Regions from separate parts of the Mus musculus genome. Here all the other regions are linked to region 5. A link is a contact called in public ChIA-PET, Hi-C, HiChIP or PLAC-seq and promoter capture Hi-C data. All regions are on one chromosome and are shown on one strand. The core of a region is the stretch at or near the end of the contact, and the rest is flanking DNA. Distances in the headings are between cores, read along the strand shown.

Evidence for each region. Promoter capture Hi-C pulls out the DNA fragments that hold promoters and counts their contacts. A called contact is a pair of places that touch in the nucleus more often than the background predicts. ChIA-PET counts read pairs in DNA pulled down with a chosen protein or histone mark. HiChIP or PLAC-seq counts read pairs in DNA pulled down with a chosen protein or histone mark.
Region 1: a contact with region 5 is called in an RNA polymerase II ChIA-PET map of memory CD8 T cells, with 6 read pairs. The contact joins the promoter of Ube2d-ps here to the promoter of Ap1b1 in region 5. A contact is called at or near these places in 1 of 39 promoter capture datasets (liver) and 2 of 115 datasets of contacts at active chromatin or transcription factors (large pre-B cells and memory CD8 T cells).
Region 2: a promoter capture Hi-C map of liver shows a contact between it and region 5, with 2.6 times the contacts expected there. The contact joins the promoter of Aebp1 here to the promoter of Ap1b1 in region 5.
Region 3: an H3K27ac HiChIP or PLAC-seq map of embryonic stem cells shows a contact between it and region 5, with 6 times the contacts expected there. The contact joins the promoter of Osm here to the promoter of Ap1b1 in region 5. A contact is called at or near these places in 3 of 39 promoter capture datasets (embryonic stem cells, hippocampal neurons and stem cell-derived epiblast-like cells), 2 of 15 datasets of contacts at CTCF or cohesin (the NIH/3T3 cell line and embryonic stem cells), 1 of 484 Hi-C or Micro-C datasets (bone marrow-derived macrophages), 6 of 115 datasets of contacts at active chromatin or transcription factors (T-cell acute lymphoblastic leukemia, bone marrow-derived macrophages, embryonic stem cells and 1 more) and 1 of 9 other capture datasets (embryonic stem cells).
Region 4: a contact with region 5 is called in a Hi-C map of B cells, with 7 read pairs. The contact joins the promoter of Polm here to the promoter of Ap1b1 in region 5. A contact is called at or near these places in 1 of 484 Hi-C or Micro-C datasets (B cells) and 2 of 115 datasets of contacts at active chromatin or transcription factors (astrocytes and extraembryonic endoderm stem cells).
Region 6: an RNA polymerase II ChIA-PET map of memory CD8 T cells shows a contact between it and region 5, with 14 read pairs. The contact joins the promoter of Pold2 here to the promoter of Ap1b1 in region 5. A contact is called at or near these places in 5 of 39 promoter capture datasets (the C10 cell line, hematopoietic stem and progenitor cells, liver and 1 more), 2 of 115 datasets of contacts at active chromatin or transcription factors (memory CD8 T cells and pancreatic cancer cells) and 2 of 9 other capture datasets (adipose tissue and liver).

The regions. Positions count from the first base shown.
Region 1 is chr11:5,760,346-5,763,678 of GRCm38.p6, forward strand. Ube2d-ps (ubiquitin-conjugating enzyme E2D, pseudogene) reads left to right here and starts at 1,805. Exons shown (of 7, transcript NR_015577.1): 1 at 1,805-1,895. It also overlaps a transcript of Urgcp not described here.
Region 2 is chr11:5,859,845-5,863,266 of GRCm38.p6, forward strand. Aebp1 (AE binding protein 1) reads left to right here and starts at 2,022. Exons shown (of 21, transcript NM_009636.3): 1 at 2,022-2,554. The coding sequence starts at 2,308.
Region 3 is chr11:4,234,594-4,238,190 of GRCm38.p6, forward strand. Osm (oncostatin M) reads left to right here and starts at 2,192. Exons shown (of 3, transcript NM_001013365.2): 1 at 2,192-2,320. The coding sequence starts at 2,290.
Region 4 is chr11:5,836,175-5,839,737 of GRCm38.p6, forward strand. It overlaps Polm (polymerase (DNA directed), mu), which reads right to left and starts at 1,842. Exons shown (of 11, transcript NM_017401.2): 1 at 1,387-1,842; 2 at 20-200. The coding sequence starts at 1,577.
Region 5 is chr11:4,984,802-4,988,169 of GRCm38.p6, forward strand. Ap1b1 (adaptor protein complex AP-1, beta 1 subunit) reads left to right here and starts at 2,023. Exons shown (of 21, transcript NM_007454.3): 1 at 2,023-2,250.
Region 6 is chr11:5,876,740-5,880,251 of GRCm38.p6, forward strand. It overlaps Pold2 (polymerase (DNA directed), delta 2, regulatory subunit), which reads right to left and starts at 1,517. Exons shown (of 11, transcript NM_008894.2): 1 at 1,453-1,517; 2 at 1-250. The coding sequence starts at 193.

The sequences.
Region 1 (3,333 bases), core at 555-3,054, 780 kb after region 5:
TCTGATGCCCTTTTCAGGTGTTTCTGAAGACAGCCACAGTGTACTCATATACATTAAATAAATGGTTTTTTTTTTTAAATGATAGAAGGTGCAGGATGGGTAGATCTCTGTGAGCTGAATGAAGGCCAGCCTGGTCTACAGAGTGAGCTCCGGGATAGCCAGGGCTCTACAGAGACCCTGTTTTGAAAGATCTGCCTGCTTCTGCCTCTAGAGTGATGGGATTAAAGGCATGAGCCACCACCACAATAGCATAACTAAAGGTAAGGAAGTAAAACTTAAAGACAGCAGACCCTAAGGGATCACAGAGAGCCCTGAATGTATTCCCACAGGCCACAGATCTTCCTTGTGGAGTTTTGGAAGAGGGTGGAGCTTGGTAAGGCTTATAGTTTAGAGGACAGTTCATGACATGTGTTTAGGATAAACTAGGAGAATAGGTGAATGGCATATAGGAATCTGGCTGGGAAACCATTTAAGTGTTCGATTCATTGTTTTTGTTTTGGGCAGGGTTTGTATGCGTATGTGCAGGAACATGACAGAGGCCAGAGTAGAATGCCAGATATATGACAGAGTAAATGCTACTCTTTGTGCCTTACTGCTTTTGGTGCAAGGTCTCTCACTGAACTGGAATCTCACTATCTATGCTAAGGTAGCTCCAGGGATCCTGTCATGCCGGCTACCCAGTGCTGGGGTTAGAGACATGAGTAGCCAACCTCACCTTTTCTGTGGGTACTAATGATCTCAGGGCCCCATGCTTGCACCACAAGCACTCCTATCTACTATCTCCTCAGCTCCTCTAGTTTTAGATTTTCCTTTGGGGATCTTTCTCTCTTTCTTTCTTTCTTTCTTTCTTTCTTTCTTTCTTTCTTTTTTTGGTTTTTCCAGACAGGGTTTCTCTGCATAGCTCTGGCTGTCCTGGAACTCACTTTGTAGACCAGGCTGGCCTTGAACTCAGGAATCCGCCTGTCTCTGACTCCTGAGTGCTGGGATTAAAGGTGTGCGCCACCACGCCCGGCTTTTTTTTTTTTTTTAAGACATGGTCTTACTCTGCAATCCAGGCTGGCCTCAAACTCACTATGTAGCCCAGTCTGGTGTTGGAACACCTTTGGTCCAGAGCAACTGCACTAGCATACCCTATTAGGTTTATCTGTCTGGAAACAATATATATGATTATTTATATAGAGAGTCCAGATTCTTTACTGTATGAGGCACGCTGATATTATGTATTTTGCCATATTCTATTTCATTTCCAAGATGTTGGCTACAATCTATTACACAGATTTTGTGACATACCACTAAGTTCTTTACACTTGGTCTTAAACAGTTCGATGTCTTGGGGAAAGGGAAGCAGAGTTTAGCTTGGGATGTGCACTTTCAGGCTGAGTCTCAATAGCGGCAGTGCATTGAAGCCAACTAAGTACTACTGAAAATGCAGCTCTCCAGACATGTAGATGCATCTGTGCTCAGCACCTACGCGTATTCAGAAATATCTGTAACACTTCTGCCCAGAAAGCATATAAAAGTGAATGTATACTTACAGCGCTGACAACCACTAAGCTCAGGAGTTAAGTGACAGCCTGGGGAGGAGCCCAGGGAGGGGCAGAGAGCATAGCGTGTGGCACCTGCGGTTTCAGGCATGTCCTGGTGCCCAGGCCCCTCGCCTAGCAGAAACCAGAGCCACAGGGCCGTGACCGTGGCCGAGTAACTGACCGTGCGCGACTCCGTGGTCAGACCCAGGACTGCTGCGCGCACTAGCTACCCACAGCGCACCGCGGCGCGCACGCGTAGAGCGCCGTTCCCGGCGTGCAGCGTTGCGGCCCAGGCGGCCGTCTTAGTCTGCCCCGCAGGGCCGGTGGGGCACGAGCAGCGGGAACATGGCTCTAAAACGGATCCAGAAGGTAAGAGTGGCGGAAACGGGGTCCTCCCGCCCGTCCACTCTGCGGGCTGTCGCAGCGAATAGAACCCCGCGGCTGAGGTGCGGCAGGGCGCACTGACACTTGCCCCGCGCGAGTTCCGCCGCGGTCGGCGCAGACTTAGGAGGTGGCTGAGTGCCTCTGGCGGGCGACTCGCGGGGGCGGAGTCATGCGACCGGGTCACGTGCGCGCGCAGCTTTGGGCGGAGTTTAGGGAAGCAGAGGGGTGTCTCCCAGGGTGCCTAGCACGAGAGGCTGAGCTGCGGGAGAATTTCATCCCGTAGGTTTGTATTAGCCCATTAACCTAGAGCCTGGTAATTGCATCTCAGAAAAAGAAGCCACCAATCCACCCTTTACCATTTGTTAACGTTTTAGCCTATCCACTTTTCGTCCTTTTCCTAAAGAAAATTATTTTATATTTCTAAGTTGTTTTTTGTTCCGTTTTGGTTTGGTTTGGTTTGGTTTTTTGAGACACGGCCTCCTGGCAGACCCAGAACTCGCTATGTAGACAAGGCCAGCCTCAAACTCACAGAGATCCTCCTGCCTCTGGTTGCCGAGGGGCGTGCACCACCATACCCTGCATTATACTGTAATTTATGATCCATGTTTTCACATAGTATTAATAGTTGGAATTTTTTTAAAGATTTATTTATTTATTTATTTATTTATTTATTTATTATATGTAAGTACACTGTAGCTGTCCTCAGACACTCCAGAAGAGGGAGTCAGATCTCGTTACGGATGGTTGTGAGCCACCATGTGGTTGCTGGGATTTGAACTCCTGACCTTCGGAAGAGCAGTCGGGTGCTCTTACCCATTGAGCCATCTCACCAACCCTAGTTGGGATTTTCTATACTGCAAAATGGTATTTATAACCTCTTTTTTAAAGGATTTGGGGCCGGGCGTGGTGTTGCATACCTTTTATCCCAGCACTTGGGAGGCAGAGGCAGACGGAGTTCGAGGACAGCCTGATCTACAGAGGACAGCCAAGGCTATACAGAGAAACCCTGTCTCGAAAAACCAAAAAAAAAAAAAAGATTTGCTCACTTATATGTGGGTGTAAGGTGCCCTGTGTAGGTGCCAAGAATCATACTCAGGAGCTCTGGAAGAGCAGTTCATGCCCTTAACCACTGAGCCATCTCTCCAGCCCTATGACCCTAACTTTTAGCATTAGCATGATTCTTTCCACCAAGTGGATCCAGGTTATGTGTCTCAATTAGATTTCTGTCGCTGTGATAAACACCATAACCAGAAGCAGCTTGGGAGGAGAGGGAAGCCAAAGCAGAGACCTGGAGGCAGAAACTGAAGAAGAGGCCATGGAGCAGGGCTGCTTGCTGGTGTGTGCCAGTTTGCTTTATTCTATACCCCAGGACCATGTGCCAGTTAGGGCACCGTGCACAGTGGACTGGGCTCTTTCTTCTACA
Region 2 (3,422 bases), core at 772-3,271, 880 kb after region 5:
TTCCTCAGCTGTGGCCTTGGCAGTGCCCTCTGGACATTTGACTTAAACGCTATGCTCTTCAGCAGAGTGGAGAGCTCTCCTCACAGGCTCTGGCTTCTGGTTGTCCTCTTGCCCCAGCGCTGTGGGCCCAGGTTAGAAAGACTTCCTGAGGACGGGCTCCCTCGGGAGGATCCCCAGCGTAGCACTGTGCTCCCACGCACCTTTCCGGATTTTCTGTGTGGAGGCCTCAACCCCTCAGGCCTCCTGGGCCCAGCTCCTCTGCTCGAATTCCTGTCCGTGACTCATTGAGGCTCAGGAAAAGGCTTTCTAGACCTTAGGTTTCTTTGTTTTCCATTTTTGAAATGGCTTCTGTTTTCCCTGGCAGAGAATATCCAACCCAAATTCAGTCCAAGTATGACCCATGCCTAGGGAAGTGACATCCATGTCCCCTCATGCACCCTGTGGCATACCCAGCATGACACACTGGACCAGACTGGGGGCACGGAAGCCAATTCCCAGAACTGACTTTGAGCACAATGATTCAGAGGGTGACCATGAGTGAGACTTGCTTTACTCTTGCTCTGCGACCAGGTTGAAGTCTCTCATGGGGAGGCCTAGCTGTGAGAGGATTGTCCCGGGATGGGGGAGGGGGAGCAAAGTGGATGAGGACCAACAGCCTGTGGGATGCAAGGGCTGATCGTGTGTGCTAGGCACAGCACAAAGTGGTCCATTTAGCCGGGCAGTGGTGGTGCACACCTTTAATCCCAGCACTTGGGAGGCAGCAGCAGGTGGGTTTCTGAGTTCGAGGCCAGCCTGGTCTACAGAGCAAGTTCCAGGACAGCCAGAGCTACACAGAGAAACTCTGTCTCAAAAAAATCGAATAAACCAGAAAGGTGGTCCATTTAATATGCGTATAGTAAGTTGTGGACACGGAGTTCCCCTGCTGAGTCAGACAGCTAGGAGGGCTAAGATGGGTTAGACCCTCCCCCCCACACACACACACACACTCACACACACATCAGTTCTTGGCATAGTCTCCATGCTTCCTCAAGGAGAGCCAGAAAGGAGACTGCCGGGAGGGGCTTGCCTACTCCCTGAGAGCAGTGGGTTACAGAGCCCAGTACCCGAAAATTTCCCCTTTTTCTCCCTGCTCATGCTGGACAGAGAGGGTGAGGGTGAGGGTGAAAGACTGAGGAGGTGGCATCGTGTTGGTGTTTCTTGACCTGCTTTTTCTTTTTTCTCTTCCAGCTGAGATGTAAACTTTCCCATGTCAATCATCTGGGGGTCGCTATTCTTTTTTATCAGAGTGCCTCCCCACCTTGGTTGAAAGCTGCCTGCCACTGCCCTGGACCTATGGCTGCTACAAGCCCACGTTCACATCTTTAATCCTTCATGGGTAAATGCTCTGGCATTCCTGGGCTTAGCTATGATGGCCATTATGAGCCAGCCAACGTTTGTATTCTAGAAGCCATAGCTGAAGCTGTTGTAAACAATTTGTTGTTTTAACCGCTTCTGGTCAGAGGAAGGAGAGAAATAGCTATTACTCCACATTGGGACCTGAGCCCTGAGCTCTGAAGTGGGGCTCCTATCTCCATAAGGACAGCAGCTTGCTGAGAACAGCTTTTCACAGCCTTCCTCGCAAAAATTGGCTCCAAAGACCTGGGATGTTGGTGATAACTGGACAAAGGTGACACCTGTGCAAGCACACAGCAGGTGACACTTTGAAGAGCTAACCTCCAGAAAGTGGAAAGGAGGTGATCGCCAGTACCCTCGAGGGCCCTACTCCCTCCCTCCCCTAGCAATCTCCCTGGGCTCAGAGCAAAGGGCACAGCGGGTTAGAGCACAGGTCTCCTTAGACTCCGCACACTCCCTTCCCCATAACTGTTGCATTCTTTTCTCCCAGGCCTTCCTCCCCGCTAGGCGCCCTGCACCCAGACCCTCTAAACTGGGCGCTGACGCTGCTATTAGTCTGGGCTCCGTGCTGCTCCGCCTCCCTCCCCCGCAGCCCCCGGTCCAAGGCCGGCTCCTCCTCCTCCCCCTCCGGAAACCCGAAGCCCCCGCCCCGGCCAGGCCGTCGCAAGCGCTCTGGAGGGCGGTCCGCGTGAGAGCCAGCCACGCGGGGCAGGAGCGCCCAGTTGCTGCCGGAGCTGGGCCCGCCAGAACCTCTCCTGGAGCCCCTTGCTCTCCTTGAATCTCCCTTTCCCACCGCTTTCTGGATACCCTTGACGCCCACGTTCCTCGCGCCCTTTCCCGCCCCTACGCGGGGCGCTGCCCCTGCCACCCAAGTCCCTGCTCAAGCCCGCCCGGCTCCCGCGCGTGCCCAGAGCCATGGCTCCAGTGCGCACCGCATCCCTGCTCTGCGGCCTCCTGGCACTGCTGACGCTGTGCCCTGAGGGGAACCCACAGACGGTGCTGACGGACGACGAGATCGAGGAGTTCCTCGAAGGCTTCCTTTCGGAGTTGGAGACCCAGTCCCCGCCCCGGGAAGACGACGTGGAAGTCCAGCCGCTTCCCGAACCCACCCAGCGTCCCCGCAAATCCAAGGCAGGGGGCAAGCAGCGGGCAGATGTAGAAGGTGAGAACCTGGTGACATGGGTGGCCATGGCATCAAGTGAGCATACAGGGGCTCTGGAGGGTCTAGCCACTTCCCATGCTGCCCCGTGAGGAATGTCTCTCCAAGGCAACGCAAGGCAACACACTGCCAGGCAGCAGTTCTGTCCTGGAGTTTGGAAACCTGGAGGTGTGTGTTCAGCATAGGGTGGCGCTGGGCTTTTGAGGTCGCCCAAGTTGTTCATCCCAGGTCTCAAGAGAGTGTAGGTTTGGACGAGTGGGAAATTGTGATTCGCCTCTCCGAACTGGCCCTAGTCTCTTAGTGGCAAGCTTCAAGCCTAGGCATCTGCTTGCCTCCTCTTCTCCCACAGGAACACAGACAGGGGAGCGGGGTGAGGAAGACTTCCAGGTGAAAGTGGGCAGTCTGAGATGGTCAGAACTAAGCGAGGTGATAGCATCCCGGAGGCATGCAACCCCGAGCCTCTTATGCAATCGTTGTCAGTAAATCTTAGCTGTTTTTCATGGCCCTCTGGAGAGTGGCAACGGATCTTGTGATCTCTCTCCCAGGAGACTGTAAGGCACCATTCATCATTCCTGAGGTCAGCCACTCCCCCTCCGGCCCCCACTGCTGTAGATCTGTCCTGCTCTCCCTACCCTCACCTCCCTGCACACTTTGCCTCCAGCAACCAAGACGTTCTGGACATTGCCAAGTGACCCTGCTCCTGCTGCATGTTTTGCTGTATTCCCTGTGTTTCAGCCAGCTGCCTGTGTGTTTCCCATTCGCCATTAAATTCTCCGCACCCAGCAATTGCAGCTCCTAGGGTGCTAGAAGGGTGGCCCCTGCTACTTGACTTCTCTGAGATGAGCCAGCACGGAGAGAACTACCTACCTGC
Region 3 (3,597 bases), core at 942-3,441, 750 kb before region 5:
CGGAAGGAAGGCAGACATGCTCCTTTTGAGATTCCCCAATAACACCATGTTTTACATGATCTGCCATCTAGGGAAGGATGCTGTCTACAGGAGGCCCTGTGGAGGTTCCATGCACACACCACACAATTTTTAGAAGGGTCTGCGGCTTCTGCAGATTTTGGTGTCTTTGGGCAGAGGCCCTCCCATTTTGATAGTTCCGGGAAATAAATATGCACACAAGCCTTGCTCTTGACCTTAGTCCCAGTGGCCTGTCCAGCACAACCCTCTGGCCCCCAGCTAAGACATGCCTTCAGACACCAGGTAAATAAATGCACGCTCTTCCTTTCTTCCTCTCCTTTTCTGTAGTAGGAGGAAACCCTCAGGGTGTTAAGCTCTGAGGCTAGGCGCTGGCCTAGGTTGACGTGGCAGCCCCTTTGACTTTATTTAATTGAATTTATTCCCTTTGACTTTATTTAATTGAATTTATTTATTTATTTATTTGAGACTGTATGCCCAGCTCCTGATTTTGCTTTGAGATCAGTCCCCTTGTCTATCCCAGGCTGGCCTCTGATGCACAGTCCTGTCTCAGCCTCTAGAGAAATAGAGATTACAAATGTGTACCACGCCATCCGGCTCTGGACACCTCCCCCAACTGTGCAGGTGTCCTCCAACAGGGCAAGTCACCCCTTGGCACCTTTATTCTAAACAGAGGAGGTAGTGTATGGTCCATGGGAGAGAGGAAGGAACAACTGAGGTGAAGGAGGGTCTCTTGCCAACATATGGGTTCCGAGAAGCACGACATAACACTCTCCGGCTAGATCTGGGGCTGCTTGGAGCTTCCCTCTGTCTCCTTATCACAGTGAGAGCTTGAGTGTAGGGGTATAGGGACTGTCCCAGGATGACATCACGGATATGAAATGCAGAAGGATCCCTGACCAGGGCCCTAGGGAACAGCACCCTGGAGTGGGCAGAGGTAAGAAATTCAGTAGGAGGAAATGAAGACTTCAGAAGGATCTAGTCTAGACTGTACTGGGGAGTTGCTAACAAGGGGGACACTCTGCTAGGTGCAGAGAATATGTGGATGGGGGCACAGTCGCCTCCTGGATAGGGAGTGGGGGGGTTGTTGAATGAATATATGAGGGCCAACAGCAGGTACAGCCTAAGGATGCTCATTCTAGCTTGGCAGATGTGCTGTGGCTTCCAAGCATGGCCTGTGGATCTGGCTCAGCCTGGGCCTCAGTCCCTCAGTGCGGAGAAGCAGAAGACCCACCCATGATGGATCGCTATCTTTCAGAGAAAGTGAAACCTTGTGTCCAACTGTCGCAGCTCCCCCACCCCTCCCTCCAGCTTCCCCTCTGAGCTCACAGCTTCCCGGTCTCCCCCGCCCCCTCCATCCCATCCCCTGAAAACCAGTACTTGGAATTCAAGCCTAGTCTTTTCTTTTTTCTTCAAAGGCTTTTTTGCCTTTTATGTCCATGTTGGCAGTGACCTTGAGGGGTGAACCAAGGAGTGCTTTTCTCTCTCGCTTTCTCAGGTGGGGCTCAAAGTAGCTGAGTGACTTGCCTCAGACAACACAGCGACACAGCGTGTCACAAGCTTTGAACCCGTTCTCTAATTTCTCTTGCTCCAAGGGTCCTAAAGGACCCTGTCTACAGAGAGAGGATCTGGGATTGGGAAGGCTGGGCGAGGACAGTTAATAGAGACAATGGAAATGAGTTGGGCTAGAAGATGCTGACCTGGGATTAGAGGCACAATCTTTGGGGCCCAAGTCTGGCTCTGTGCCCAGAGCCTGGTGGTTTCCGCTCACAGATGTCCCGACAGCCCAAGCGAGAGGGTGGGAAGGGCACTCAACAAGGAAGATGTCTGGCTCCCTTTAGCCCTAAACCTTCGTGTCCTAGGAGGTTGGTAGTTTCTGGACCAGGGGTGGCCTCCCTTGCAAGTCGTGCTCTGACCCCTGGACTGATCCCTGAAGATGATACGGACCCCCGTGCTGCCCGCTCACCCCAAGAAGGCTGAGGCTGCGGTTTACATCATCCTTGGGCGTGGGGCTGACCTCGAAGAACGAATTCGAAGAAAACGGGAGGAGGAGCGGGCATGTCATGGCGCATGGCGCCCATTGGCCGCCTGGGGAGACTTTGGTTTTTGGGGTCATGTTCCCAGAAGGCCTGCCCTTCCCCCTCCCCCTCCCCACCCACCTCACGAGATGTTGGCCAATCGCCCCGTCGGGCATAAAGTGGCTGCCAGCCTGCAGGACACCCAGCCAAGCTGTGTCACCCCTGAGAGGCACGGGCCAGAGTACCAGGACCCAGTATGCAGACACGGCTTCTAAGAACACTGCTCAGTAAGTACTTCCTTCCTTTCTACCATCCCAGGGCGCAGCTGGGCCAACTGGCTGCTGTAGGCACCCTCTGCCCTTGGGAGCTGTAGATCAAGTGAAGGATGTGGACGAGAGGGAGAACTAGTAGGGCAGGGATCCACTGAGACCCCAGCATAGCCACAGGTGGAAACGTAGTATTTCTGGAAGGTATTCCAGAGGGAGGCGTGAGAGAGACCATGCCGGGGACCAGGGCATGAGGGAAGAGGAGAAAGAGTGAGAAGAGTCTGGAGAAGCCCAAGGCAGGTAGGGGATGAGCAGAGAAGGAAGTTCCAGATCTGCGCGGAAATGGAGCAAGGGGCTCACTTCTTGCTCTGATTCAATTCTCGGGGTCTGGGGCAGATGCAAAGTCAGCCAAGCCAGAGGTCCTTAGATCATCCCGCCACTCATACAGCCACACCCACACGGGGACAGGCAAGCAGAGCCATCTATGTGGGAACAGGTCCTCCCTCTCAGTAAGGTAGGAAGTCTCACCTGCAGACCAGAACCCCCGGTGACCGGGGCAGGTACTGCAGTGCCTCACCTAGGTCTACGGGCACACCCCCACAGGCACTGGTCCATGTGCACCTGTTACAAGCTCGCTGTGGACCCTCACTGGCAGTGTAGCTGCAGACACGGGGGAAGATGGGGAGGGGACTTGTGGTTGGCACGCCTGGGCTACAGGCCCTCCCCAGGGGCGAGGGGGTGGGGTGGGGTGGGGCTGGTTGGTTTGTAGGAAGGGAAGGATGGTGTCGTAGCCTTCCGGGCCATTGCACCACAGGCCCCTTCCGACCACGTGGCTGCCGGTGCCTGTGAGGGTGGGGGCCTGCGAGCTGGAACTATGATCATCTGCCCTCACCCCTACAACCTTCTCCTGGGCTCCCAGCAGTCCTGGTGTGTGCGTGTGTTAGGGGTTCGTGTGTCGGTGGCAGGAAGGGCAGGGCGAGTGCTGAGCATGGGTGACCTGGACAGGCTTTCCTCTCGCATCTTGCTCACCTTTCAGCAGAATGGCCGTCAGCACTGGCTGGCCCAGTGAGTGGAGAGGTGCTTTTTCTGGCTCTGTGAAAAGAGCTTAGGTGACCTGCTGCCCTGGGGCTGCACCTCAGGACAGACCCCTGGTCAACTCTATTCTGCCTACAGGGAATGTTAAGGTCTATAAAGTAGTCAGGAACTTAACCTGTCAGTCTTAGGACAGAGCTAACCCTTGTATGAGGCCAGATATCTTATAGAGGACTCTCTTGTCTGTTCGTTATGCCATAAAGTCA
Region 4 (3,563 bases), core at 592-3,091, 850 kb after region 5:
TCTCAGCTCACTAGCTCACCTCCAGGTGGTGCCGGCCCTCCTCAGGGACAGGCTGCCCAGCTGCCATGCTTTCTGTAAACCAGCTAATATCTAGCAGAGCTGGCTGTGGGCAGCCTGTGGGGAGAGCATCCATGTTCTTCTGCCAGCAGATGGCCTCCTTGGCTGAGGTCCCTTCCATCACCACATGTGTCACCTTTGAGCTGGAAGGAGAATGAAACCCAGGGCCCTTGCTGTGCTGCTCCTATCCCAAGCCTTTGTTCTTGCACTGTGACAGGCCTCCATTCCTCCAGAAAGCCTTCCCAGCCCCTCCTTGATGGGAGAGCACCTCTCCATTGGTCCAACAGGTTCTTAGCTGCAGCCTCACCCACAAGCCACTTGGGCATGTTACCCGCCACCCTCTGCCTCAGGTGCCTTAGTGGCCAGGGCCAGGTGTTTCTGATCTCAATGCTAATTGCTGTTTAGAGACTTGCTTTGTAGGCCAGGCTAGCCTGGAACTCTAGTACCCTTGTACCAGGACTACAGGTTGGCATACCATTCTGCTAAGATTTTAAGACACAAGAATTTTGCCCTATTTATTCAAACCCCAGTAGGCAGACTCTTGTTGTATGTACTTGGAAAGCATCGTATTTATATTTCCTTTACACTGGGAAAATCCAATGCAGGCCACCTTGTCAGGCTGTGGTAAGAATGTAGAGCCACACGAAATCCAAATTGTTATCTCTACTCTTTTAAGTGTAGTCTTGAGCCGGGCGTGGTGGCGCACGTCTTTAATCCCAGCACTTGGAAGGCAGAGGCAGGCAAATTTCTGAGTTCGAGGCCAGCCTGGTCTACAGAGTGAGTTCCAGGACAGCCAGGGCTACACAGAGAAACCCTGTCTCGAAAAAAAACAAAACAAACAAACAAAAAGAATGTTTCATTTGTGGAGGGAGGAGTTAGTTGCAAACAAACTAGCCAGCTACACGGGCACAGGCTCCTTTAGTCTCCTCAATCTCAGTTACTCCACTGCCCTGGGCATTTTCTCTACTGGAGCTAGTTGGTGACGTCTGCAAACTCAGGACATCTTTGACCGCTGGCTCATTGGAGGGAATGCAGCTAGCAAATATTTCTCACTAACCATTCTTTCTTTTATAGCTCTTTAAGAAGCCTCTGACTCGATGGCATCCTTTCAAAAAGAGGAACTCCGGGTTGGAGACCGTACCGCAACCGCGAAGTACCGAGGCTGGCTTGGAACCCAAAGCCGCAGGTGCTGCTTGCTGTCACAGCTGCGCGCCAGCTCCCGCCCTGGGCCACAGTAAGTCCCTACCCTGGGGTGACGGGCACAATTACACCAGCTCCCGGAGGGGGATGGCATCCCACCACCATCGGGGCCTCCCGGGAGCCGCACACCTGTAAGCATCTAGGACGCGGAAGCCTTTGGACCGCGCCAGGCGGGTGAGGAAGGCCCGGCGGCTGCGGCCCATTCGCGGCTCCGCAAGGTAGATGGCCACATCCGGGAAGCGCACCACCGAGGGCGGCGTGGAAGAGGCTACCGCGCTGTGTGGGGACCCAGCTCGCACTCGCCGTCGCTTCGGAAGCATCTGGGCACCAACTCTGGAAGCACAGGAAGCCGCAGAACGAAGGAAGGCAGGGTCATGAAAGAAGGCGGAAGGAGGAGAGAGGAAGTGGTGTCTGCTCTATGCAAACGAGACGCCCTCTAGGATGCTTTTGGCTTCCCATCGGAAGCCCCAGTTCTATGCAAATAACGCCCGAGGATTCTTATTTGAACTACTCTCATAGAAAGCCCCAGTGGTTTCCCAGACCTTAGAGTAGCCTGGGCCCGTAGGCGGGGCTTCGCCTCGTACTGGGCGGGCACTTTTCTCCTCTCGGGGGCGGAGTCTCGGCCTCTCTTCCTCGCCCCCGAGGGCGGGGTCTCAGGTTATCCTGGCCATATGAGAAGTCCTGGATAACCCTCCACTGCCTCTGCTGGTGACAGAGCGCCCACGCCACTTCCCCTGGGTATGCAGAGGGGAACGGAGTTTGAGTAGTATACATGTGAGCTGGTGGAGGGTGAAAACGTTTTCCAATGTAACGAACAGCATTGGGACAGCTGGCGTTCCATTTGGAAAGTTAAGTCTGCAACCCTATAGGTTGGAACAATAATATGAACTAACCAGTACTCCCAGATCTCATGTCTCTAGCTGCATATGTAGCGGAAGATGGCTTAGTCGGCCATCATTGGGAAGAGAGGCCCCTTGGTCTTGCAAACTTTATATGCCTCAGTACAGGGGAACACCAGGGCCAAGAAGTGGGAGTGAGTGGGTAGGGGAACAGGGCGGGGGAGGGTATAGGGGACTTTCGGGATAGCATTTGAAATGTAAAGTAAGAAAACACCTAATAAAAAATTGGGGAAAAAAAAAAAAAGACTAGATCCCAGTGGAAGTGAACAGAAATGGTTTCTATGTGCCCTTTTTCCCCGATTGAAGAAAAATAATTCCAGTGGCTCTTCATCTGGAACAGCATTATTTATGGATTTTATAGATTAAACTTATTAAAATTCCTTTATAGTTACATTAGGAAGGATTTTGAGTCCTGATTGATACCCTTTGTTCAGTTATTTCACTGGATCTTTTGTCAGAAATGTTCCTATGCCCCATTATGCCATAGTCAAAAAAAAAAAAAAAAAATTGGCCCCCTTACAAACTGCTTAACATTAAGCAGATCTCAGACGGATCAGCAATCATTTAAATCCGAAAAAGAAACCAAAGCTATATTAGTGACACTCGATTTTTTTTAATTTTTAAAAATATTTATTAGATGTATTTATTTTTATTTTCTGTGTCTTCGTGTTTTACTTGCATGTGTAGCTGTACCCCACGTACATGTTTGGTGCCGTCGAGTGAGAATGTTTCAGATCCTTGGAACTTGAGTTAAGAACATTTGTGAGCCGCTGCCCCTGTGAATGCTGGGAATCTAACTCAGGTCCTCAGCAGGAACAAGTGCTCTTAACCAATAAGTCATCTCTCTAGCCCCTTAAAAAAATTTTTTTTTAATTATGTGCTTAATTGTTTTGCCTGAATGCATGCATGTACACCACGTGTATGCCTGGTGCGGGCAGAGATCTTGAACTGCAGTTAAAGATGGCTGGGAACTGAACCTGGGCTCTCTGCAAGAGCAGCAAGTGCTCTTAACTCCCAAGCTATCTCTCCAGCCCCATTGGAAGATTTTTGTGATCTAAGGAGCACAACCAACTGGAGGAAAAGAATGGCAAGTGGAACCACATGTAACTTTAAATCCTGGCCTGGCAGGGTGGCATAGCTGCACTGTCAGCACTCCAACCTGAGAAAGGAGGGACTCCATTTGAAAGTAGTTTGAGCTGGCTGTGGGTTGTGAGTACTGAGTGTCCTATATGTGTCTGTGTGCCTAAGAGAGTCCCAGAGCAGGCTAAAGGGCAGGTCTGTAATCCTCCTGTGCAAGGTGGAGAAAGGAAGGGATCTCTCCTGGAGCGCTGAGAGACCTGTTTGTGACTATCCTGGCACTGGAGGTAGCTTTTGCAGCAGAGCTAGCAGCAGGATGCATAGTTACCT
Region 5 (3,368 bases), core at 773-3,272:
AGAAAAGCTGGCTGAGACCCTTTATAAGGAGCAGGCAGGGGCGCAGACTTGGGCTGAGGAAGTTCATGCAGTTTAGGGGCTATGTGCAGGTTTGTGGTCTCCCTTTCCTGGAATTGTCTGCTTCAAGTAAGACAGATAATCTTGGGAAACAGGCTGTCTCTTCAACATTCTTCTCTGGGCTAAGCAAGGTCAGCTGTAATCTCATACAAATCCTGTTTTTAAAACCAAGACACTTTATCAAAAATATTTTACCAATGACAATTTCCGGGTGTTACTATTATCCTGTGTCACCATTGAGGGAAGCGGGGTGAAGGGTAAATGGTATTCTTTTTGTTGTTGTTTTGTTTGTCTTTGAGACATTGAGACAAGGTTTCACTGTTGTAACTTTGGGAATTTTCTATGCAGACCAGGATGGCTTTGAGCACACAGAAATCTACTTGACTCTGCTTCCCAAGTACTGGAATTACTGGCATGCACCACCAAGCCTAACCTTTGCCCTGGATGTCCTGAAATTCTGTCTGTAAACCAGGCTGGTCTCAAACTTTGGAATCCATCTGGGATTAAAGGTGTATGCCATCACTACTTGGCAAGATTTATTTATTTTATTTTATGTTCATATGTGCATGTACCTGTGCTTGCATGGTCAGAAGAGGGTTTTAGATCCTCTTGGACTATAGTCACAGATGCCATGAGCTGCCATGTGGGTGCTGTGAGCTGCCATGTGGGTTCTGGGAATGAACCCCTGTTATCTGGAAGAGCAGCCAGTGTTTTTAACTGCTGAACCATCTCTTCACCCCAGCATCTGGAATTCTATTTTGTCTATTTTATCAATTTGCCATAACTATTTTATCAATTTGTCATAATTATATTATGACAAAACTTTAAAGAATGTAAAAACAGCTGGGTGTGGTTGTGCACACCTTTAAACCCAACACTGTGAGACAGAGGCAGGCAGACTTCTGCTTGGTTTTTCAGTTTCCAGGTCAGCCAAGGTGACAGCGATTCAGTTGTTAGAGTGCTTGCATAGGATGTAAAAGCTCTGAGTTAGATCCCAGCACTACATAGACCAGGCATGATAGTACATCACTGTGAGCTCAACAATGGGGCTGGCTTGGGTTACACAGCAAGAGCTTGTCTCAAATCAATAACACACAAATAATAAAATAAAAAGGCAGACATATTACATCTAGGAGGATAACCAAGTGTTAAAAAACGATTTTCTCAGGAGCCTACGTGTTTTGGTTTTGCCTTTTTTCCTTACTAATATATTTCTTTTTTTTTTAAAAAGAATTATTTATTTTGTGTGTATGAGTACAACACTGTCGCTGTCTTCAGACACACTAGAAGAAGGCATGGGATCCCATTACAGATGGTTGTAAGCCACAGTGTGGTTGCTGGGAACTGAACTCAGGTCCTCTGGAAGACCAGCCAGTGTTCTTAATCACTGAGCCATCTCTCCAGCCCCCACTAATATATTTCTTTTTTTCTGCAATGCAGATATTATTGGTTTAATAAAAATGCTAGAATAGAAGTTTTATAATGTTTTAAAGGGGATGAACACAAGTTATCTATTAGAAAGAGAAAATTAATAGGACCAAAGTCAGGAATGAAATGGCTGTATCAGTTGAGGTCTCACTGTGAAGTATCCCTTGGATAAGAAGTCTTGGACGTAGCTTATGTTTTCCTTTTAGAACAATGAATTTTCCAAGGGCAGCAGAAAAAGTCTCGTTTTAGCCTAGCAGACAGGCGCAGTCCAGCAGCTGATCAGATTTGTAGCTCCGACTTTCCCTTTTCCTAAGACAACGTTGGCCTCAGTCTTCCCATCTGTAACTCAGAAAGAGATGAACTTTAAAGTCTTCCAAGACCCTTTCGATTCCATGGTGTTTGAGAGGGAGCCTGGCCAGGGATTCTGAGCAAGGGTATCCCAGCCTGAACTTAGCCGCTTGGCCCGCCCAGGCCCTCAATTCTCATAAAAGCCGGCTCTGCTAAGGCCCCGCCCTTCCCACACAGGCCCCGCCCAACAGGTCCCCAGCCCCTCCCGCCAGGTTGCACCCTCGACCCCGCCCCCGGGGTGTGCGTCCACCGGAAGTTCCGCGCACGGGCCTCTTACTTCCGCTCGGCAGGTGACAGCCGTGGAGCTTGGAGCCGCCGGCTGCTGCGACGCACCGGAGGAGAGGGAGGCGGAGGCTGCGGACATTTTGCTGCTGAAGCGAGCCGAGCCGCGGCACCCGGAGCCGTTTGGATTTGTGGGTGAGGAAAAAGGCAGCCCGGCGAGATAGGAAAACAAACAAACCCGAAGGGGTCCGAGGAGTGGGGGGGGTCTGCGAGGTCAGAGGTCACGGAGAGGACGCTGCGCTGGAGGGTTGCGAGCCGCGAGAGGGCGAAGGTGAAAGGCCTGCGTGCTCATTCATTCCCGACGGCTTGGCGGCCCGGCGTCAAGCCGTCCGTCATTTCAGGTCCGCAGTCCGGTTCGGAGAGACTCCTGCACTTAGGCCTCCCCTGCGCCCTGCTTGTCCCTTCCCACTCCTCGGCCAACCTCAGGCCTCCTCGTTCAGGGCCTTATCTCTTAGCCGCCGCCCCCCCAAAACGGGGCAAACATCTAGAAATGGCCTTCTGCCACCCGCCCCTCGTCCTTTGGATCCTCAGGGACACGTTGACAGAATGGGAGCACTTGTCTTAGTTCTAACACCACAAGAATGTCTTGTCACTGGTTCTCCAGCCCTTCCTGACTTCGAACCTCTGTGCTAAGCACTTTGTGTACTGAGCTCACAGCTGCCTCTGTAAGGTAGCTACTGTTGCTTTCCCCCTCTCACTCGCGAGGACACCGAGGCACGGGAGGTTAAATGACACACGGAAGGTCATTCGAGTAGTAGAGGCAAAATCAGGCTTCCTATGTAGGTCTCCAGAGACCTTCAAAGCTCGGGGAGAAAGGCACCTGGAGCTGGCTTGGGGTCTAGAAGTGACTTGATATATTGTCGCCAATATATTGTGTGAGTTGGTGTCAGGATGCAGCCTTCTCACCTGTCGTCTGATCCGATGTTTAGGAGGAGCTGTTGATACACTTTCAACTTAGGAGGCTGTTCGGCCAGGTTGTTTTTGTCAGTGTTTTGGCTCTCAGGTCTTCCTGCCTATTGGGCTATTCTTGGAATTGATATCCAGACAACCCCTTCATCCCGTTTGCACTTTATTCGTTTTGCAGTAAAGAGGGGAACAACGGGGCCCCTTGGGGGATCTTTTGGTCCTAGGTTCTAGGGGAACAGGCCCACAGGATGGCCTTTGGCCTGTCATGGTGCCTGGGATGACTGGTCTGCGTGGGAGATGGGAAGGCGACTTGGTACCTGGGGTGTGAGCCTCTTTTCCTTTAGAGA
Region 6 (3,512 bases), core at 267-2,766, 890 kb after region 5:
GGAACGGTCTCATCTGGATGAGGCGGGTGGCATAAATATGGGCGTACTGCCGGTTAAAGCTGCGCTCTCCCAGTCGGAAGGGCTGTGAGGAGTTGGTGTAAGTTGCCACAGGTACCCGGGCAAAGGTGGCATTGCTGGCAGAGGGCGGGGCGAGCAGAGTGTGGGCCCTCTGTGCTGCCTGCTCGGAGAACATGGCGGCACTCCTGGCTTGTTTGGTCCAAGCAGCTGTGTCCAGGCCGAGGAGTTATCACTGCAGAGACACACAAAGGCATTCCTGCAATCCCTTCTTGTACCCAAAGCTCCCCTAGTGTCCCAACCACGCTGTCCACAATGTGCACACATGTGTCCGGAGGTGTCATCCTATAACCTAGTCAGATACAACCTGGAGCTCGTTCCAAACCTTGTTCATCACCTCCTCCTCTCCACATTTCTACCCAATCACCAGGGTCTCAAATTCTGCATACCCTCAAATGGAATTATTGATCTGCTTCTGCCCAGCTCCCTGGGACCTCTGCTACCTCTAGGGATGCTATCAGGCATCACTGAAGAAGCCTGTCATAATATAATTAGTGATAAAAAATAAAGCATAAAGCTGCCCCTGTTTTGCTCAAAACCCCCCAAAGGTTGCTTTTCAGTAAATAAAACCCCAAGTTCTTACCACGACCTGTAAGATCAGCTCTGGGCCTCTAAGAACAGCTCCCCCCTCCTATCTGTTTCTCCTTCCAAGTGTCCCTTCCACAGCAGGGGCTCCAAGTAGAGGCCTCTCTACTCCTGCTGGGTCCTCTCCTTTTCCCCAAGGCTTACTGGCTCTTCCCTTTCAAGTCTTTCCTTAAAACTCACCTTCCCATATCTAATTGACTGCATTGCTACTTCAACTGTCTGCATCATTATCATCTCTCAAGCATTTACTTTGCCTCCTCCAACTGTTGCCTAAGCTCCGGCAGCGCAGAGGTTTGTTTTCTTGTATTGCACCCCTTCCCACTAAGATGTGCTTGGGGATGGATGCACAGCGGACTTTAGTATAAAGTATCTCAACATATTCTTCATGCGTAGTTGAGACGACAACAGGCTGGATGTAGTAACGGAAGTTTTGAACACAGCTTTCTTTTTCATTTTACTTTTTTTTTTTTTTTTTTGGTACAGCTATTACAAAGTTCAAATTCCCCTAGCTGGTTCGGCTTTCTTTAATGCGCAGCTCTGGCTTAGGGAGCGGACCCTATGAATTTGCCAAATGGGCACATGTAAACTGGATGTAAGCCAAAAACGCACGGTGGTGGCAGCGGCCCACACGGTGCTCCAGGCCGGACCCGACGGGAGACCTGCCCCGAAGCAGACACGCCCAGCTCGGGCCCATGTTACAGTTCGAAGCACCCTCAAGACCCCGGCCCGCTGTCCAGGTACCGCCAAGTCTGACCCAGGACCCACGTTAACCCCGCTCAGCAGCACACTCACCGCGCCACGCCGCATCCCGCCAATCTCTGCGCGCCCGTCCCGCCCATCGGCGCATCCAGCCAATCGCCTCCCGCCCCATCCCGCCCATCGCTGCACGCTTCATCCAGCCAATCCCCGTGCGCCCCGCCTCTGGACCGAGGAAACGCGGAGTCACGCCTCCGGTTCCCGGGACAACCCATCACTTAGCACTGGGTTTCCTGTGCGCATGCGGTGTTTGCGGCTGGGCCTCATCGGGTGAACTCCTTGGGTAGCGTGGGCCGTAGTGAGGCTGGGCGCCTGGCTCATGCTGCTCTCCCCGAGCGCTGGGGGTCTGGTGGCTCCTGTGTGGCTGAAGCTTCCCTCCCACTCTATCCTGCGCTGTGATTCTCACCCTGACTTCTCAGATTCCCTTGGAAGCATGAACAATTTCTCCCATCTCACAGGCAGGGAAACAGGCAAAATGACCCAGCTAGTGAGAAAAGCTAGAATTCACACTAAGACACCCTGACTGCAAGTGCATCAGACTTCAGTGGTAACATTGCTCCTTTTTAAAATTGCCTAATTACTCAGTCTGAAACTTATTACTTAAGGTAGGTTTCTTCTGGCTTACTAAGTTTTTTTGTTTTATTTTGAATTTATTTTGTTTTGTTTTGTGTGTGGGTGTGTTTTGCCTGCACGCATGTGAGGTCAGTCTCCTCGGAGGCGAGAAGAGAGCGTCCGTGTCACCTGGAACTGGAATTACAAATGGTTGTGAGCCATTCTGAAAGAGCTCTCAACCGAGCTTTCTCCAGCCCCTTGTTTCTGTTTTTGTTTGTTTTTGCTTTTTGAGACAAGGTTTCCCTCGTTCCTGTTTTAATAATGAATTAAATCATTTTTTTCCCCCCGAGACAGGGTTTCTCTGTATAGCCCTGGCTGTCCTGGAACTCACTTTGTAGACCAGACTGGCCTCGGACTCAGAAATCCACCTGCCTCTGCCTCTGCCTCCCAAGTGCTGGGATTAAAGGCGTGCACCCCCACCCCCGGCTAAATCATTTGTTTTTAATGTTTCAGTTTGTTGAGTATTTTTTCCTTTGTAAGCTGGGCTGAGTGCGGATTTTTGCCTACTGTCTCAAGTAGCCTGTTGCATATTTGATTATGTTGCAACGTTCTTGTGTTCCAGGAACAAACCCCATTTGATGGATTTGAAACCACTTTGTAGAATTAAAATCCAAAGTTACAATGACACAGAGCTCGTTGTTGTGCAGCCCCTTGACTGGAGCTCTCCATTTACTCTTTGGTTGCTGTTCCCTTTGGTCTGCAGGACTCTCCTTAGGATTCCTTACAGTAAATGTCTAAGGAAATGGACTCATCAAATTTTATCCCAGAATATCTTTATTTCTACTTTTTCCTTGAGACGGGTCTAATATATTCCATGGTGTAGCAACAGGGCCTTAAACTCCTGATCTTTCTGTCTACACCTCTGGAGTGCTGGGGTTACAGGCACGTGCCACTACCCTGAGTTTTATGCAGTGCTGGAGAGTGAGCCCCGGGGCTTCATGCAGGCTAAGCAAACACTCTGCCTTCTGAACTACATCCCTGCCTGGCCCTACGTCCACTTTGTGTTTTGAGCCAGGTATCTTGCTATGTGTTCCAGCTAATCTCCGAGGGCTGATGTCTGCCTCCAGAGTGCTAGGATTACAGGTGTTCTAGTCAGGTTTCTATTGCTGTGATAAACATGGCTAATGGCGACTTGGGGAACAAGGTTTATTTCACCTTACAGGAACATCAAGGAAGGACAGGTGTGCTGGTCACCTTGATGATGCTCACACACCTGGAAAGATCTGTTCGCTTTAGTATTTTTTTTTCTGTTCTTTAGATATTTTTTCTCCTTTTTTTTTTAATGTATATAAGTGTTTGCCTGCGTGCACATCTGCACACCATGTGCATGCAGTGTCATCAGCAGCCAGAAGAGGGCACCAGATCCCCTGGAAGCAGAGCTACAGGCCATTGTGAGCGGTCATGTGTTCTGGCACCCAGGCCTCTGCAGGAGCAGCAAGTGTGTTTGCTTTGTTTTTAACCCTCCGATCCGTGTCTCTAGCTCC